Linked DNA regions of Mus musculus: region 2 is linked to region 1. The links are chromatin contacts, called in public Hi-C maps. All regions are on one chromosome and are shown on one strand. Each heading gives the region's core, a stretch centred on a gene start, on an enhancer-like site or on the middle of the called end of the contact. The rest is flanking DNA. Distances are from core to core; before and after follow the strand shown. Region 1 overlaps Ak7 (adenylate kinase 7). Region 2 overlaps Papola (poly (A) polymerase alpha).

What was found. A called contact is a pair of places that touch in the nucleus more often than the background predicts.
Region 2: a Hi-C map of the G1E-ER4 cell line shows a contact between it and region 1, with 4 times the contacts expected there. The contact joins two enhancer-like sites. A contact is called at or near these places in 7 of 484 Hi-C or Micro-C datasets (the G1E-ER4 cell line, Sertoli cells, embryonic stem cells and 2 more), 6 of 115 datasets of contacts at active chromatin or transcription factors (differentiating embryonic stem cells, embryonic stem cells and trophoblast stem cells) and 3 of 9 other capture datasets (adipose tissue, liver and pancreatic islet).

Annotation. Positions count from the first base shown.
Region 1 is chr12:105,723,499-105,726,198 of GRCm38.p6, reverse strand. It overlaps Ak7 (adenylate kinase 7), which reads right to left. Exons shown (of 18, transcript NM_030187.1): 5 at 1-12. Among named protein-coding and RNA genes, the nearest start is that of Ak7, 19 kb to the right of the region's middle. Within about 2 kb of position 1,343, at least 9 of the 459 cell types and tissues checked have an H3K27ac peak or open chromatin away from gene starts, as enhancers often do. A contact at or near this core is called in the G1E-ER4 cell line, where this site is marked.
Region 2 is chr12:105,809,460-105,812,172 of GRCm38.p6, reverse strand. It overlaps Papola (poly (A) polymerase alpha), which reads right to left. Exons shown (of 22, transcript NM_011112.4): 9 at 2,511-2,649; 10 at 1,064-1,136. Among named protein-coding and RNA genes, the nearest start is that of Papola, 26 kb to the right of the region's middle. Within about 2 kb of position 1,317, at least 6 of the 459 cell types and tissues checked have an H3K27ac peak or open chromatin away from gene starts, as enhancers often do. A contact at or near this core is called in the G1E-ER4 cell line, where this site is marked.

The DNA.
Region 1 (2,700 bases), core at 94-2,593:
CTCGTTGTCGTCCTAAGGGAGACACAAGGTGCAAGGCGGTGCAAGGCGAGTGCCCCAGAGCCAGGGGAGGACGCCCTGCTCACGGAGGCGCTCCTTCTGGCTCAATGGAAGTGTAATGCTCTCTGCTTCCCAAGAATGAAGCCCGCATCTCCAGAGAGCTGGCTCAGAGAATCTCCAACAGTGCCCACATAAGGAAGCGACAGATATTCCCAGTGATGGACATAACAAGGACACTGCATATCTCATCCAAACGTACCCCACGGACACGTGCAACCCTGACTGAATCACATAGTGTGAGTAACCTGTAAGCCCCGCGTGCCCAAGGACCCGCAACATCCTGGAATGCTGGGGGCTGCTGGTCATGGAAAATAGCAAGTCAGGTGTTTTCACTCCGCCAAACAAGGTTGGTTGTCCCAGCTGCACAGGATGCACTCGATCTCAACCACACCCCACCCTCCACCCCCACCTAAAGATTTATGTATTTTTTTAAAGATTTTTTTTATTATTTTATCTAAGTACACTGTAGCTGTCTTCAGATGCACCAGAAGAGAGCATCAGATCTCATTACGGATGGTTGTGAGCCACCATGTGGTTGCTGGGATTTGAACTCAGGACCTTCAGAAGAGCAGTCGGTGCTCTTAACCACTGAGCCATCTCTCCAGCCCCCGATTTATGTATTTATTATACGTAAGTACACTGTAGCTGTCTTCAGACATACCAGAAGAGGGTGTCAGATCTCATTACAGATGGTTGTGAGCCAACCATGTGGTTGCTGGGATTTGAACTCAGGACCTTCAGAAGATCAGACAGTGCTCTTAACCGCTGAGCCTACTTGATCTCATAATAGGCAGGATGCATGCTTTTCCCTGATGGATGGTGGCAGGAAGTACTATAGCCTGTGGCTTCAGCCTTTATGAATGCCTGACTAAAATAATTCAGCACCATTCTCAGGGGGGTGGGTGGGGGTGGGGTCCCAGGTATGAGCCTGGCCAGTATTTTATAAAGCTTGCTTTAATTGGACAGTCATGGATTTGGTTTTTCTCCTTGCCATTTTCAGGTTTAACACCTCCACCTCCTCTGTCCTGGGATTACAGACATGGGATACCATGGCCATTTTATACTAACATATGTAAAACCACCTGCTTTGAATTTATATTTATAGATCTGGCTCCTGGGAGCCCTAGACCTCTTCCTTCTGTGACTGCAGTAACCAGAGTGTGTGAAACCTCTAAACTGGGCTGGGGAAAAGCCCAACAACCTTGTTTTTGAGAGTGCACAAAGTCCCCAAGAGCAAGCATCCTATGACAACCCCTCATAGCAATAACCAGACAGGCTACAACAGCAGGGCCAACATACATGTAGATAACCTAAGACATCCTGCAGCAAATAGATAGCCTAGCCATCCTGATTGTCAGGTGGTTTTGCCCCCATGTTTGGTTCCTGCAGATTACTCCAGAAATGCAGTTGTTAAAATATTAACTTGCTGACCTGTATGGAAATTTCCCAAGCTTGCTGTAACCACAATAAATACCCTGTACCCCTAGACTCAAGGCTCTCACGACTGACCCCCTGCTATGGTGATGGGTGAGAGTTCTTGCTCCCAAGCTTGTAGTAAAGACCCTTGTGTGTGTGCATCGGCACTGGCTCCTCGGTGGTCTTTGGGGTCCCTGAGTCTTGGATATAACACTGTGACTGTACACTGAGAAAGGCATTAATTCAAGACAAGAAGTGGATTATTATCAGAGACATGGGCAGGGAGTGGTGCCCACGCTCTCCTCTCAGCACTCAGGGGGCAGAGGTAGGCAGGTCTTTTGAGTTCCAGGCTAGTAAGGGCTATAAAGTGAGACCTGATCTCAAGCCATGGGGAAAAAAAAAAAAACCAATACATTTATAGTATAATCAGTAAAGGGTGAAATTTACCCATGGTCAAAGGCATTCAGGAACTTAAAAAAAAATTATCAGGCATGGTGATAGCAATCCCAGCCCTTGGGAGGCAGAGGTTAGTGGATCTTTGAGTTCAAGGCCAGCCTGGTCTATAGGGTAAGTTCCAGGACAGCCAGGACCACACAAAGAAACCATATCTGGAAAAATCAAAAGTAAATCAAAAGATTAACAATGCAAGAAGGGTGTGGCATGTAAACATGAATGCCAGAGTGGATTTTCCCTTTTTTATGCATGCCTCTGTGTGTTTGTGTGTGTGTGTGTGTGTGTGTGTGTGTGTGTGTTGGTTGGCAGGTGCACATGTACGGGTGGGTATTTTCTGCTGTCTAAATACTTTAACAGCTGGGTCATCTCCCTAGCCCACAAACGACAGTATTTATGCCAGTACCATACCTGCACATTTGCTCAGTTAAGCAGAGAGATTCTTGGGCTGGCGAGATGGCTCAGTGGTTAAGGACACTGACTGCTCTTCCAAAGGTCCTGAGTTCAATTCCCAGCAACCACACCGTGGCGCACAACCATCTGTAATGGGATCTGATGCCCTCTTCTGGTGTGTCTAAAGGCAGCAACAGTGTACTCATACATAAAATAAATAAATAAATAAATAAATAAATAAATAAATAAATAAAAGAGGAGCAGTTCTCACAGGCATGCTCTTGACTTGAAAGTACAGGCTGTAGTCAAGAAGATGAGATCCTGTCCCAGGCTCCTCCGCTGGCCCTGGAATTGAAGTGAGTTATAAAATGGAAAAAAAAAGGG
Region 2 (2,713 bases), core at 68-2,567, 86 kb before region 1:
ATTCATAGCTGGAGTTGAGAAATAAAACGCATGTCAAGAGACTGCTTTATAGACATTTTTTACAGAATGAAAGATCTAGTCAACAGTCTGTTCCCAAGATGGAGGTATGACTACCTTGCAACCTGACTGCATGGACCTGCTGGCAAGAGCAAAGCAAAACAGAAAAATGTGTTGCAAATCTACTGCTTTTCTGTATTTGGCAGGATAAATGAGTGCCTGCAAAATTACAGAGGAAGAACAGCTCTGGGCCGTGAGACAATAGGACGATTTATTTAGTGACTACTATCTGTACACTGTGTGGTTCATCCCCACAAAGGCAACTACTTACACTCTCCCTTAAATGCCTTGAGGCTCAGGTAACTTGAAAGCACACAGCTTGGGGCAGAGTCAAAAAAAAAAAATTACAAGACTTTGATATTGTAATAAATAAAAAAAATTTTAAATTATGATCTCAAAAACCTGGATAGTTTTGATTCCAATTAATTCCTTTATATTATAATAAAGCTATTGTGATAAAGCTAGCGTTACTGACACCTATAAAGTCTAAGCAGTAAATGCTATCTATAACTTTCCACAAAGTGGGTGATCTTCCTTGACACAGTTCTGCATCTCTCAAACACCTAAACCAGAGTTTCCAATTATAGCACGGACACTGCAATCCTGCTTAGGAGCCATATGCTGCATACAAACACTATGCAAGAACTTTCTAAAACAAGCCAACTGAACAAATACTTAGAGCAAATAAAAAAATATACAGGGATTTTTAGTATCCTTTTATTTTTTTTTTAAAAGCACAAACGCCCATACAACTTTGACTTACAAGATAGTGCTATATGGAATAAGTTGTTAGTGAGATCTGTATAAACTGTGTACAAGTAAATGTGGCTTACAGTACAGCGTTACACTTCTCACACCGGAGGACAATTAGAGAGCAGGTCATCTATAACAAGTGAAATATGGGTGTGTCCACTCATATGTAAGAACTGGGCGGCCTCCTCCTTTATGCAGGTGACTTTTGTTATTGAATAGTGTGAATTTGTAGGGGAAAAAATAATACACTAACCCTTGGGTCCCACACAGGCAAATTAAGATTGCATTCTTCAGGCTGTTTCAATAGCACTGGATTTGGCCATTCCCTGTTCAAAAAGATTGTAGCACTTGATAAGACTATTGGACATTAGCATCTAAACGTTTCTGTTAAACATACAGCATTTGTGAATGCAACCCTGCTTCACTCACTTGGCATATACACCACAGCCTCTCATTGCTTTCTGTTTACACAGTATTGCTCTATGAAGTCAAATCAGGACAGCTTTATCATGTCAGACATCTGCTCTGCGGGGGAACTGATAAAGCACTATTCAAACAGTAAGCACCACCTCGAGACATCTAGTAGGTCCACCTCACCCTTGAACTGGGCTAATCCTGGTTGAGAAAAGACTCCTGTCTTCACACTAGTCCCTTGAACGGGTACATGGAAGTGACTTGTAACTAGAGGCACGGTGCGAAGGTTAACAAGGACAATGCTTCTGTGAGTACTATATAATACAGCCATGTTATAAAATGTATTAATGCTACTTCAGTTGGGTATAAAGATCAAAAATGAAAAGTGCTTCTCTTGCTTAGTATAAATCAAGCTGGCCTACTAGAAATGTTCATGGTTCTGTGTCTGACCTGATCACACCTCACTCACCAAGACAAAGGCAAAGCAGCACAACTATACTGGACAGAGCAGTTGCTACACATTAAATCCAGAGTCTGTTACCAAGTGACTACAAAGGAACAAGTCTTTCTTCACATTAAGAAAGGAAAGTGCTGGCAATATGAAAGATAAATCTCTTTAACTTGACTAAAACCCCAACTCTTGGTATCAAAGTAACTACTTCAAATTGGCAGTGTCTTGGACTTTTCTTAAATCCAAAACATTTGTATCTTAATTAGTAGATCTCTCCTGGGCTAACAAGTCTCAAAGATCCAGTGACTTCCATTTATTTTCAGTCACTTAACATATTTTTTTTTAAAAACTGTTATAGAAGTGACACATTTAAGGTTTTACCAAGTTAATGATGGCTGAAGGTAAAACACAATCACAAACAGCCTCTGGATAGAAGTGATCAGAATGAAAGGAATGGTGTGTGTGAGTTCTACCCACCCTAGTAACAGAGCAGATGGCAGAAAACATTACAGTGGCTAAGTTCAGAGTGTATTTGGAGGGTAGGTGGCAGAGCTAAGGAAAAGAAACTAAGGAGTTAGGTTTTCCTTTTCACACACAATGTCTCTTCCCAACACGGTAGCTGTATCTTCAACTAAAACTGGTTAGGTTCTTGGAGGGACTAGTGACTAAACTCAAGGCCTTGTGCATGCCAGGCAAGCAGTCTACCACTGAGCACTACCCCCTCAGCCCACAAACTAAAATTGAAATCTGAAACCAGCTGTAGAAATGTCACAGAAATAAGACTAAACTTCAGTGTCTACAATCAATTTTATTGTAATATAATCTAAAAACATACCATTTAGAAAATACCAAGAAAAATTTATGTACAAGAGTTGATGCTATTGCATTTGGATAAAGCTGGCAAGTTCTTGCTACTAGCATAGCCCAGGAAACACCACCGAGGAAACCTAATATATTGGAATAGATGTTGTGCCCTGTTGATAAGGGAAAAGCAAAAAGATTAAGTTAGTGTTGATGAAGAGCTTCAATGTTTTTAAT